Linked DNA regions of Macaca mulatta: region 2 is linked to region 1. The links are chromatin contacts, called in public Hi-C maps. All regions are on one chromosome and are shown on one strand. The core of a region is the stretch at or near the end of the contact, and the rest is flanking DNA. Distances in the headings are between cores, read along the strand shown.

Region 1 (6,647 bases), core at 1,353-3,852:
CCCTCCCCTCCTCTCACCCACTTGGGAAGGGTGAGTCAGGACAGAAGACCAGGAACAGTGGCCTCAGGCCACTCTCCCGCTGCCCAGGCAGCCTGTTCTGCCCAGGGCTGTGGCAGGAAGGAGCCAAGCCACAGGGCAGGCCAAGGCTGCGCGGGCAGCTCAGGGCAGGGGCCTGGGGTGGGGCAGAGGAGCTGCCCTTTCTTGCTGGGATCTCTCCGAAGGCCGCCAGCAGGCCCTGAACTCCCAGAGTTGCCTCTTCCACCGGGCCACTTTCACTTTCTCTTTTCGCCACAGAAGCAGAACCGGCAGGCCCAGCTCACAGAGATCGGAGTTAGGAGTCAGAAAAACTGGCTCGGCCAGTGGCTCAAGCCTGTAATCCCAGCACTTTGGGAGGCCGGGGGTGAATGGATCACCAGAGGTCAGGAGTTTGACACTAGCGTAGCCAACATAGTGAAACCTTGTCTCAACTAAAAATACAAAAATTAGCTGGCCATGGGAGGAGGTGCCTGTAATCACAGCTACTTTCAGGAGACAGAGGCAGGAGAATCGCTTGAACTCAAGAGGCAGAGGTTGCAGTGAGCTGAGATCGCACCATTGTACTCCAGCCTGGGCAACAAGAGCAAAACTCCGTCTTAAAAAAAAGAAAAAAGAAAAACTGGCACCTGGGAGGCCTCCTGAACATGGGAGAAAGGTGGCTCAACAGCCTCTGTGCCCCATATCCATGTGAGTAAATCTCAGCAGATAAATAGTAATAGTGAGAGTCCCTTATATTCCTCAGCCAGGAATACCTTTATTTATTTATTCATTCATTCATTTATTTATTTTTATTTTATTTTTTATTTTTGAGACAGGGTCTCACTCTGTCACCCAGGTTGGAATGCAGTGGTGCAATCTCAGCTCACTGCAACCTCCACCTCCCAGACTCAAGCAATCCTCCCACCTTAGCCTCCCCAGTAGCTAATTTTTAAAATTTTCTGTAGAGATGGAGTCTCACTATATTGCCTAGTCTAGTCTCACACTCCTGGTCTCAAGCGACCCTCCTGCCTCAGACTCCCAAAGTGCTGGGATTACAGGTGTGACTCACCACTTACTCGGCCTGCCAGGGATACTTTCAAAGCACTATCATGGTTATTATCTTACCGGATCCTCACTCTGGGGCGGGGATAGGGAAGACAGGAATTAAAAAACAAATGCAAAAAAAAATGTCCTCCAGGCTGGGAGTCAACTGAAGCCAGAGAGCCAGGGCAAGAACATTTTGTAGGTTTTGTATTTTGACAGATTTCCTCCCTGTTCCCGGAGGTTCACCTCAGAGCAGCAGAGCCCTGCTCAATCTCTGTCCATCCAGGAAGAAACTGAGGCAACCCTGGCAGGACCCAGAGTGGAAACACAGCTGACACCTCCATCACAGCCCCCTGTAACAGTCCAACACTCACAAAGGAAGGGAATTCACTCCTGGATTTCCCAGTAAAGCCAAGTGTGTCCTAGGAGCTGGCAAGGAGAGGAGGTGACATCTGGGAGAGGACCAGGAGCTGTCGACAACCCTGGAGAAGTTGTGTTCATTCTTACCTTCCAGATAGTAAATATTGCCTAAAGACAGAGCTAGCAACGGAGAGGGCAGAGATTCTCAAGCTTGATCAGGATTTCTCTAAAGCCTTCCTGCTGCTTTCAGGGGTCAGAAGCCCCTGCAGCTTTTTTTTTTTTTTTTTTTTTTGAGGCTGAGTCTCCCTCTGTTGCCCAGGCTGCAGTGCAATGGCATGATCTCAGCTGACTGCAACCTCCACCTCCCCGGTTCAAGTGATTCTCTTGCCTCAGCCTCCTGAGTAGCTGGGATTACAGGCGCCCGCCACCACGCCTGGCTAAATTTTGTATTTTTAGTACAGACGAGGTTTCACCATGTTGGCCAGGCTGGTTTCGAACTCCTGACCTAAGGTGATCCACCCACTCAGCCTCCCAAAGCCCCTGCAGCTCTTATCCATAGATCCTGCAAACGAACACCCCCGCACAGGCAGGCCCTGCCCCTCTCCTTGTGGTGTGTCCCTGAGGCTGTCCTCCCAGGACTTCGTTCACTTTCAGGGCTGCCACCCATTGGTGCATTCATTCCTGTATTTAATGTTACTGAGCACCAACTATGTCCCATACACTCTTCCAGGTACTGGGGATACAGCAGAACCAAACAAAACCGAGAAAGTCTCCGCCCTCAAGCTTTTGTTGAAGGAGGTAAATAGACAAAAGAGAAGCAAACAAACAAAGAAGGTAAAACCAGAAGGTGGTAAATGCTATGAAGGAAATAAAGCAGTGTAACTGCCTAAGGAGCAGAGGCCTGTGCAGGTGGATGGCAAGGGAAGGTCTCTGCGGAGGCGACATTGACATTCATTCTGAGACCTGGGCCGGCCATGCAAATAAGGGGGTGTAGGCAGAAGCGCTGCAGTGGGGACAGGCTAGAAGTGGAGCCTGGTGCTGGGACAGTCCCAGTTCAGGCATGTCCTCCTGGTGTCGTTTTTAATAGCTCATCCTTTCACAATCAAGAGCGGCTCATGCCGGAGATAGTTACCCGCAATGAAGGGCTGGATTTATTCTAAGGGCAGAGGGAAGCCATCACAGGAAATGATGTGATTGATGTTTTGAAAAGACCTCACTGGCTGCTCCGTGAAGAATAAATTAGAGGGGCAGGAGGGAAGAAGTCTGCCTGGGGCGGCTGCAGCAACCCAGGCGTGCTGCGAGGTGCCCTTTGACTAGATTCCAGTGGGGGCTTTTGGGCGAGCGGAAGAAGAACCCCAGGGATCAGCTCCAGCCAGGCTCAGCCCCTGGGCCGGCCCTGGGCATTTCTGAGACGGCCCTCGCGCTCAGGGACCTCTCCTGGCAGTTCCATTGTCTGTTCTTGCGGAGTCCTGCCACACTGGGAGGGCCACCCCCTCCTCTTGCTCCCCTCCTCTCCCCGCGTCCAGCCCCTCCCCGGCCTGGCCCGGCTGCCGCCCAGCGCCAGCCAAAGCCCACCCCGCCTCCCTGCAGGAAGACGGCTGGCGGCGCCTGCTGCGTGACCTTGGGCTGCAAAGTCGGGCGTTTGCAAAGTCAAAGCGAGTCACTTCCTCCCCCGGGCCTCCCCCGAGCGGGCAGCCGGCCGCTGCGCCCTGCCCCCTCGCCCGCCGCGGGCCGGGGCTGGCGCTGCCACGAACGCGCTCTGCATGCTAAGTGCTCGCGCCCGTTCCCGCCGCCCGGAGGCTCATTTGTCACCCGCTGCTGACTCAGCACTTCTGGAGAAGGCTTTTCCCTCCGCTTTGGAGGAGGAGGCCCGGAAATGAGGCAGCGGCTCTTCCTTCCCTCACTCCAGCAGGGGTGTGTGGTGTGGGTGTGTGCGGGTGTGGCAGGGTCTGTATGTATGTCTGATGCCTGTCCATCACCGGTGTATATTTTCGCGGCTGTGCCTGTCTGTTGTGTATGGCTGAGTCTGTGTGTGTCTTACTGCATGTTGATCCCTGCGCCTGTCTGGTGGGTCTTTGTCCCTGTCTGTGGGCGCCTGTGTTGGGCCTGTGGGCCTGTCATGTGTGTGTCAGCCCCGGCCTCCTCCCCTCAGACTTCACCTTGTCTCCTGGAGTGACCCTGGGGTTTCTGAGGCCAAAGTGGCACACCTTCCTTCCCCTGGCACCCCTGGCTCCCACTCCACCCTCTGCCACCAGTCCCCTAACATGGGACTTCAGGGACTGAAAGCACAGGCTCTGGAATCAGCCACATCTAGGTCTCAGCCTAGGCTCTGCACTTGCACAGCGACCTTAAATGAGATACCTTTCCTGAGCCTCAGTTTCGGCCCTTATAATTAGAGGTGATCATATCTCCTTAAAAGAGGATAATTTCATGATGGGGTCTGGCATATCACATGCAGCAAACGGTGCCTGTTATTTCTACTTAAAGCAATAGGCCCAGTGTCAGGCACACAGCCAGGGTCTAATAAATGGCCACTTAAGAACAAAAGCACCAAGAAGCCCTTTCCTGGGCTGCCAGAGAAGGGAGCGGGTGGGGAGATGGTGACCTGGATTGGGAGCTGGGCAGGAGCTGTTTGCATGACAGCTACTGTGAGGAGAGACAAGCGGTGACCTGATTTAGTGCTGCCTTGGGCAGCCAAGGAAGTCAGGAAGGAAATCACAGACAAGGGGCTCAGGAGCTGCTCTGCCCTGCCCTGCCCTTCCCCAGACCACACACTGCCTGAGACCCGCAGGCAGAGCGAGGGCCCAGGAGGAGGAACACATTTCCACGCCAGCCGCTACCTCCAGAGCAGCCTCATCTGTGTCCCTGGTAAATGATTTTTCTTTTTTTTTTTTTTTAGAGACAGGGTCTGTCTCTGCCACCTAGGCTGGAGTTCAGTGGCACGATCATAGCTCACTGCAGCTTCGACTTCGTGGGCTCAAAAGATTCTCCCCCCTTCAGCCTCCTGAGTAACTGGGACTACAGGTGCACACCACCACGCCCAGCTAATTTTTTGATTTTTTTTGTAGAGACAGGGTCTTGCTATGTTGCCAAGGCTGGTCTTGAACTCCTGGGATCAGGTGATCCTCCTGTGTCTGCCTACCGAAGTCCTGGAATTATAGGCATAAGCCACTTTGTCCAGTGTCTTCGAGAATGTGCACATCCATTCGTTTCACCTCTTTAACAGTCCTGTGAACGAGATTCTTAGCATCCCCATTTTGCAGGTGAGAAAAACTGAGACTCTGGGAGGTTAAGTCCCAAGGTCACAGGACTGACAGGTGACTGAGAGAACCCTGGCATTCCAGCTGCCAGTCAGGCACTCCCTGGTTGTCTATACTACCTGCCATCTTCCTGGGCACACAGAGAGGAATCAGCACACACCCGGTACACCCTCCCATGAGCAGAACTCTTACACACTGGCTGGTACCATACCCTCCCTAACACCAGCTCCTGTAGCAAATTCTTTCCAGGGCCAGCCAAGCCCTGCTCCCCTTTGTTAAAGGCAACTTTCTTCAGAAGGGTGAGCATTTGTTGTCTCAGAGCCTGCAGTGCAGATTCTCACTCCCCTCTTTTCACCGTGTTCAGCAGGAGTGAGGCAAACCAGCTTGGGACAGAAACACAGGCGTTTCCTCCACTGTCAGAGTTTCCGGGGGTAGGCATCTAAGTTACTGCCTGGACCCGGTAGCCCCTAGCAACAGGGCACCACTCTCACCTGGGCCATTTATGATGACTTTGGGGGGTGGAGCCAATTGGGGCAATCCAGGGATCCCCACAGGTGGGAGTGGTGAAAGAGTGGAGGCTTGAAGTCCAGGAAACCCCAGTGTATGCCTCTGCTGCTAAGGAGCTGTGTGGCCTCGGGCAAATCACTATCCCCTTCTGAGCCTGGGGCTCCACATCTACATAGTAAGGGGGGCTGCACTCACGTTCCTTCCAGCTCACACACAGTCCACATGTTACTAGACCTAGGTTAAGGCGAGGTCTGTGCTATCAGGTACTACCATAGACACAGAAACTGGGGGAGACTCTGCCACCATTATACCCACCCACCCCAACCCTCAAGTTCCCAGCTCTCCCTGGGAAAACCAACAGACAATGGGCCCATGTGGGCAGAAGAAATCAACATGAGGGGTCTGGGTGCCTAGAGAATGGACTTAGAATGAGCCCAAAGTGAAAGGGAGAACCAAAGAGCTTCCCTCACTGCCACATTTGGCACTTCCTGCTCCAGGGAATCCAGCACTGAGCTAGAGACAGTTCGCTGTTCAGGATTCGGTGGTGAGGCCACAGCCATTTCTGCTTTCGGGGCCTGTGACTGGTGGAGAGAAAGGGGTGATAGCATCTGTGGCCTTCCTGATTCATAGGTTTATCCCAGCATGAGGCGTGGCTGCTGCAAAGCAGACATGTCCATTTCTGTCCAGACACAGTTGGGGCGGGCAGTGGGTGGCTGCAGCCTGTCCTTACATGGGGCTAAAGGGGCCCAGCCACTTACTGACTCACCCACTTGCCCAGCCAGCTGAAACCCTGGCCCCACCCTTCCCTTCTGCTACCCACAAAAGCCCCCAGACATCGCACTGTCGTCATACTGAGACTAAGGCAGAAAAAGACACTTCCAAAGGGTGTCAATGACAAGAGAGAAATAGACATAGGGTGGTCACTTCATTTACCAACCCTGGAACCGCAGACTTCTGGGCTTCCTGGTGTGTGATTTCAGTTTTACCCCTCACTGTTTAAATTACTTGAGTTATGTGTTTTGTTCTTTCTTTTTTTTTTTTTGAGACGGAGTCTTGCTCTATCGCCCAGGCTGGAGTGCAGTGGTGCAATCTCGGCTCACTGCAACCTCTGCCTCTCGGGTTCAAGCGATTCTCCTGCCTCAGCCTCCTGAGTAGCTGGGATTACAGGCATGCACCGCTACACCTGGCTAATTTTGTATTTTTAGTAGAGATGAGGTTTTGCCATGTTGGTCAGGCTGGTCTCAAACTCCTAACCTCAGGTGATCCGCCTGCCTCGGCCTCCCAAAGTACTGGCATTACAGATGTGAGCCACTTCACCCCACTTGTATTTTCTTCTTGCAGACAAAAGCAGCCCACCAAATATGGACAGATAGGAACCTTGTGGCCTTTTGGGGCTGTCATTCTTATCTCAGTCTGCCAGTAACTGGGATCCTTGCATTTATCCTGGAGGTCCCTGAAGGT
Region 2 (6,647 bases), core at 2,119-4,618, 80 kb after region 1:
CTGACTTAGAGCAATCTATTTATTCTCTCTGGGACTCCATTTCTTCACCTGTCAAAGGTTGATATTAAAACCTGTTCCCCTACTTCGGGGGTTTGCTATGAAATTCTGTATGTTAATGCCTAGGGCTGTAGAAAGGCGAGACACTGTGACAAATCTTTTTTCCAGCGCTAAGCCCTTCGAGGTAAAATAGGTGGAAAGCCAGGCCTGCCGCTAAGCCCTGTCCACTCTCTTCATCTTGCCCTTGGAGGGCCTCTTCCTGGGGGACCAATCTAGCATGTCCGAGTCCTTCTGGGCTGACAAACAAGCAATGACAGGCTCTAGGCCTAAGAGCTGGAGGAAGACAATAGTAAGGTTAGGCTGTTTTTTTCTCATCTCTCCTAGAGAGACAAGGATATCCCCTCCCCACATCCCTGGTGGTGGCAGTGAAGCTGGGAGCAGTTGGATTTATTTGGGGCTTTAACTTTTTTTTTTTTTTTTTTTTGGCCAATTTGGAAAGAAAAGAGGCAATGACCTCTTCTTTAAAACACAAAACTAGGCAGGAAGCGTACTGGGCCTGAGTGGCAGGGACTAAGGGTGTAATTACAGGTTTTTGTTCAGCATTTTCAAGTAATTAAATCCAAAGGAAAGCGAGCCTAGCAGAGGCTTCTTGGATGCAGGGCAGACAAGAGCTGTGTGTATTGGCCGGGCGCGGTGGCTCAAGCCTGTAATCCCAGCACTTTGGGAGGCCGAGACGGGTGGATCACGAGGTCAGGAGATGGAGACCATCCTGGCTAACACGGTGAAACCCCATCTCTACTAAAAAATACAAAAAACTAGCCGGGCGAGGTGGCGGGTGCCTGTAGTCCCAGCTACTCAGGAGGCTGAGGCAGGAGAATGGCGTAAACCCGGGAGGTGGAGCTTGCAGTGAGCTGAGATCCGGCCACTGCATCCCAGCCTGGGCGACAGAGCAAGACTCCGTCTCAAAAAAAAAAAAAAAAAAAAAAAGAGCTATGTGTATGTGTGTGTTTTGTGTGTGTTGGGATGGGGAGGAGAGGCAGGAGGTGAGAAATGGATTTGCTTTTCAGGCTAAGAAGAAGCGGGCTTCTCGTCTTTATTAATATTTTTACATTGCTTTTTCCAAAAGGTAGCCGATTATTCATCTTTTATTCAGTGCTGCTGCCCTCTCCTTGGTGACATTTTCAGCGTGCACAGCCTTCTAGGCACTGATTTTCCTTTCGTGCCAACTCTCCCCCTCCCCACTTTTTCATATTCCCGCTTTCTGCCTGGTTGCCCACACAATAAACCCACTGCAAAATCCACAGCCAGCTTTCTTGCCTACAGTTTCCATCCCAGCGACCTCCGACTCTGCAGAATAGTCTCTCCTTTTGTTTTAAACATCTTCTGGCTTTCCTTGTTCCGCTTTAAAATACTTCTTACCACCACCATCCCTACCCAGCCTCCCCCGTGGCTGCCTCGGTTTCCTTTTGGGACAAGCAATCTGTGTGCACAAGCACACCTGGTTTGCAACGCCCAGAGCGTTTGAAATGGGTTCGAAACCTAGAGATGCGCGGGCTTCTCTCTCCTCCCCTCCCCTTCCTTCCCTCTCCCTGGGCCTTTGGTGTCCCTCCGACGTTCGCTGGACGTTGTGAAGTGACAAGCAAGAAAGGATCTACTGTCTGCTCACATTTTTAAGGGCAGGAAACCTGACCCACCCCCAGACCACGCACCCCAAGGAGGGGCACTTGCATTTTCCGGGAAGGCGGGCCTCTACTAGGGTTAGCTGGGGCCGGCCTGGAGGCTGCCCTCTCCTTTCTTCCTTCTCCTACCCCCACCCCACATCATGCCCGCAGATTACCGCCCCCACTTCCCCCTCCAGTCCCCTTCACCTACTCTTCCCAAGAACAGATTGTTTATCAGAACGGGCAGCCAAGAAACCTACTCCTGTTTCTGGCCTCTGCCAGAGATTAATCACACTTGGGAATGGCACAAAACTTGACTGTGTTGGGGCGGGGTGAGGCGTTGGGGGTAGGGAGGTGGGGAGATGTGGGGTTGGGGGGGTAGTTAAAAGGAAAGACCAATAAATTTGACAAGGTGACCAAATCGGGGTTACCGCTACCTCTCCCCGCCTTTATTTTAGTAAGTCAGTGCAGAGGACGGAATTCTACTTCATTCCCACTCCCTCTACCCCCACCCCCAATTACCTTCCTCCTTCTCTAGGTCTTCATGTTTGATGCTTTAATAGTACTCACTGGCTTTTAATTCTGATTAGCATTTTCAGCTGGTGTGTGTCTGTGCGCGCGCGCGTGCACGCGCGCGCGTTGGGGCTTGGCAAGACACACTCAAACCGGACTGCCTGACAAATCCCCCCTTTTCATCCTTCTCTTTGAAATGACATCAAGATGGACTTGTAGGGGGCAGGGATGAAGAGAGGAGGCACGGAAAAAAGAGAGGGAGGGGGAAGTAATTTATGTGCTTTTCTAAGGCAGCTAGTAAAATTCCTAAGGGAGAACAAATGCCAAAATTGACTGTCTTGGTGTATTTTAGACCCGATCGTCAGGGTGAATCATGTCAGGGCTTTGCAGTGGACCTGCAGCCTGGGAGCTGAAGACAGGGACACGAAACATCCCTGTGGCTGGGAGGTGCCCTTCTGAAGGAGGCGGGAGATGGGTATTTGCTCTTACCAGACTCCTCTCCATCAGGATTTTTTTTTTTTCCTAATTCATTGCAAGATGGAGTTTTTTTTTTTTTTTTTTTTTAATTGGCACTGATAAAGAAAAGCCAGGGATAGAAAACTCCCCATAAAACACGGCCCCCAAAGGGAAGTGCAAAACCCATTTGATGCAAAATATAGATATCTTCACCCTGGATTTTTCCCCCTTTGCTTTACAACTCTGCAGACATCAGGTTAGCAAAAGGTAATAAATAGTCCTTGCACAGCAGGGTCTGGACTAGTGAAAACAGTTTACTGAAATTAATGGGCCTCGCTTGAACCAAAACCTCCACTTTGGAATTAATGCCAGACATAGTTTTCCTGAACTCTATCCAACCGCCTAAGCGGCAGACAATTTTCATTCTATTTGTGCTGGAAAATAAAGCCCAAGCCCTTGATCTCAGTGTAGATTTTCATTAAAAAAAAAAAAAAAAAAAAAGTACAGTGAATACTGTGCCAATTTCCACTTTCTGCCCGCAGAAGCCCTTGTGCTCTGGGCTGTGCGTGACGGTCAGAAGTTATCTGGTAAACTTTGCATTGAAAACCATCTCCGAACTCACTCCCCATCGGTGGCCTCAGAGCTTTCACCATGACATCTGAGAGATTCAAGGAAAGCTCCAGAAACAGGCTCAGCTCTCAATAACAACCCTCTTCCCTACAGATCTTAGAAAGGCTGAATCTGAACAACGCTGCCTGCAAGACCTCCATTCCTACCCTAAATAAAGCGCCAAACCATCCAACCGAAACCCACCCCTCCTCCCCCGGTACTCAAGTGTCTACAGCTCTGAGGCTCCCTTTATTTTTATTTTTATTTTTATTAATGTATTTTTAAGGCTGAAAGGCACACACACCACACGCGTTCACACCCAGTGGTTATGGGGTTTTGGCAGGTACGCGGAGACCCGGTGCCCCAGCTGTCAGTGTCTGATCCCAACCCCTCCTCCCCCTCCCTGCGTTATTTATTAATAAAAGCCTGGTCGTGGGCAGCCGGCGTTCTGGTTTTCATTGTACAGTCTGCACTGGTGACACAGGACATGTGGAAAATTTTGAGAGCACTGCGGTGAATAGTGTGGAGGGGGAGCGTGAGCAGGGGGAGGGGAGGGGAGGGAGGGGAGCGAGTTACTTTTTAGCTTCCGCTAAGTACTTGGCGGCTCGCCAGGCCCGGAGGATTCTGGGAAGCGAAAACCTCCCCAGTATAAACTGCCAGCTTTAAGCAGCCCTGACAGTTCTGCTCCTTCCAAACTTGGCAGCCGTTCAAAGTGCTCTTTCATTTGAAATGCTGGAAGCCTGCCATGTGCAATGCAGATTTGCTGTGCCTGTGCGCAGAAGGAACTGATAAATGCCGTTGCAGTTGCCATGGGGACAGGAGGCTATCAGAATGGCCTTGTGATCCGCAGCCTCTCTGCGCGGCAGGCTCTCGCTCTCTCCCTCCCGCCCCTCCTCCCTCTAGTCAGTGAGATGGTGAAATAAATGTTCTGGAAAAAGGTTAACCCTCCCCGCTCTGGTTCCGAGGCTGAGAGGAGGTTAACCTCTAAGCACTTCCTTGGCCTTAAGTGCCAGCCCGGAGCACAGGTCTCAGGGCCGTCCTTGGGTGGGTCACCATCCTCCCGCTCTCCTCTTTCACACCCCCAGCTTTCTTCCTGCTCCCTGGGGGCTTTCACAAAGCGGTGTTTTTAATAGAGCTTTTCAGCAAGCCCTAGTGTAAGTATTTGAGTCATCAAAACCCGGATGTAAACACAGCAGCCCTGCATTCTGCACAGTTTGCGTGTATTTTATCTTTTTAATAATATTTAGCTGGCAACTTAAAACTGCAAGGATGCCAGATATTTTAGCCAGCCACTTACATCATGCAGCATCCATCTTGAGGAGAGTGGCGCCGGGTCCTTTCCTTGTTCTCTTGCTCCCTGCCGCCTACCTGAGACCGCAGGAAATCTGGGTCTTTCTGAAGGCATCTTCTTGTGGTGTAGTCCCCTTGGAACCGCGGCCTTTAGAATGAACATGACATCACCTTGGGCAACAACGACAGAGGGTGCGTGCCTGTAGGAGACAAGACACGGGGAGATCCAAGGTGAAACATCTATCATTTACGCTGCGCCAATTTCAGGTGTGTGAGGGTGCACAGTCTGGATCATCGGCCCCCCATTTAGCACAAACTGCCGTTTGAAACACAGTTTGATTTAATGTACAGAAACAAAATAGCACATTCAGATTTGGTATATTTTCAGGCCTGTAATGCCAACACTCCGGGTGGCCTGTTTAATGGGGAAAAAATGAAATATTCCACTCCAGCCCAGGCCTATGGAAACCAAAGAGGTTTAGTGATTTATTTACATTGGGGGTAAAAACGGTGAGCAGTATTCCTTCTCAGCTCACTACTTCCTGAAGGTTTCCTGAACCTAAACCTTCGTTAACATCCCAGGAAGAAAACTTATTTTTCCTGTGGCTTTCAAAATTTTCTGCTAAATATATTTCGGCACACTGTTTATCTTGGGCATCAGCTTTCAGACCTTTATGCACTTTTAACACCTTGAGGCTGTTTCACTGAAAAATGGTGTATGTTAATTAAAGAGGACTTTATGTGCTGGGCATTAAGGCAGGGGGGATTTCTGTTTTGATCTGTTTGTATAATGAGGGCTTCAGGATGAAACACAAGTCAGAGGCCTGTTAGCTTCTTGAAGCCCTTTTGACAAAGCAGGACCTTGAATGTGGGCCGTTGTATTCAAACCCTTCAAGACCACAGAATGTTGAACTGAACGAAGTAGTTCTTCCTAAGTGCGTGGTGAACATGGAGGCCAGGACAGGAGAAAGACTGAAAATGCCCCAAGTTCCTGGGGCTTAGCTGCAATTTCTTTGAACTTGACTCTCTCTGGGTGTCTGCTCATGATTGTCAGGGCAGCTCTGGCCAAGGCGATGCACTCTGTCTCGCTGGAATTTCCTGATTCCAAAGTAGTCCCTTCCAAATAAATAATCAACAAACGCCATCTGCTTCACCTTGCCAGCAGGCACAGAGCTGAAAGGTTAGCTAAAACCCACAATTTTTAGGAGCAGTTGGCCCTTGAGACATTTCAAGATAGGTTTCGGCTTGGAATTAAACTAGAGTTGGAGGCAGAAATCAGGTGATTCAGACAGCAACCTCCCCCCGCCCCCCACCCGCCAACTTCCCCAGACAGTCCAGGCAGCTGGGTTTTTGGCTCTCGCAGCTGCTAAGCTTTGGCAAGCCAAAAGCATATTTCGTGGTGGTGATTCCTTTCCCAGGTTGACGGACATGTTTCTGTACTGAGCACAAGGCATGTTTCCTGACTGTGTGTGAATCAGAGGCTGCATTTTAATCCAGGGCTTCTGGTGACAGTTTTAAGCTGGATGAACAAAGCAGACCCTGACATGTCCCTATCATCAAGGTCAAGAGATAAAGAATCTATCCTAAATGTTCGCCACCTCTAGCCCAGATGTATTACATTTATTTATTTATTTATTTTTGTTTTGTTTTGTTTTTTGAGGTGGAGTCTTGCTCTGTCGCCCAAGCTGGAGTGCAATGGGGCAATCTCAGCTCACTGCAACCTTCACCTCCCAGGTTCAAGCAATTCTCTTGCCTCAGCCTCCCAAGTAGCTGGGATTACAGGCGTGTGCTACCATGCCCGGCTACTTTTTGTATTTTTAGTAGAGACAGGGTTTTGCCATGCTGGCCAGGCTGGTCTCGAACTCCTGATCTCAGGCGATATGCCCTCCTCAGCCTCCCAAAGTTGCTGGGATTACAGGTGTGAGCCACCATGCCCAGCTATTTTTTTTTAATTATGCCAAGAGCAGCCACCACCCCACAAGTCAATGGATGCCCATGTTCATGTGTCAGATGTTACCCTTCTCTCTGTCAGTGCTTTTGTGGTGTTTGCTTCTTTGTTGGCTTTGGTGAGAAGATTTACAAAAGCCATTTTGGATCCTTGAGTGCCTTCCCAGATTGAGG

The links. Hi-C and Micro-C count contacts between places; a contact is called where the count stands out from the background.
Region 2: a Hi-C map of blood shows a contact between it and region 1, with 2.9 times the contacts expected there. The contact joins two enhancer-like sites. A contact is called at or near these places in 4 of 14 Hi-C or Micro-C datasets (CD4 T cells, blood, fetal cortex germinal zone and 1 more).

What each region holds. Positions count from the first base shown.
Region 1 is chr7:150,168,904-150,175,550 of T2T-MMU8v2.0, forward strand. No RefSeq gene overlaps it. Among named protein-coding and RNA genes, the nearest start is that of IRF2BPL, 67 kb to the right of the region's middle. Within about 2 kb of position 2,603, at least 22 of the 40 cell types and tissues checked have an H3K27ac peak or open chromatin away from gene starts, as enhancers often do. A contact at or near this core is called in CD4 T cells and blood, where this site is marked.
Region 2 is chr7:150,247,988-150,254,634 of T2T-MMU8v2.0, forward strand. It overlaps LOC106999500, which reads right to left. Exons shown (of 6, transcript XM_077938824.1): 6 at 4,456-4,726. Among named protein-coding and RNA genes, the nearest start is that of IRF2BPL, 12 kb to the left of the region's middle. Within about 2 kb of position 3,369, at least 35 of the 40 cell types and tissues checked have an H3K27ac peak or open chromatin away from gene starts, as enhancers often do. A contact at or near this core is called in CD4 T cells and blood, where this site is marked.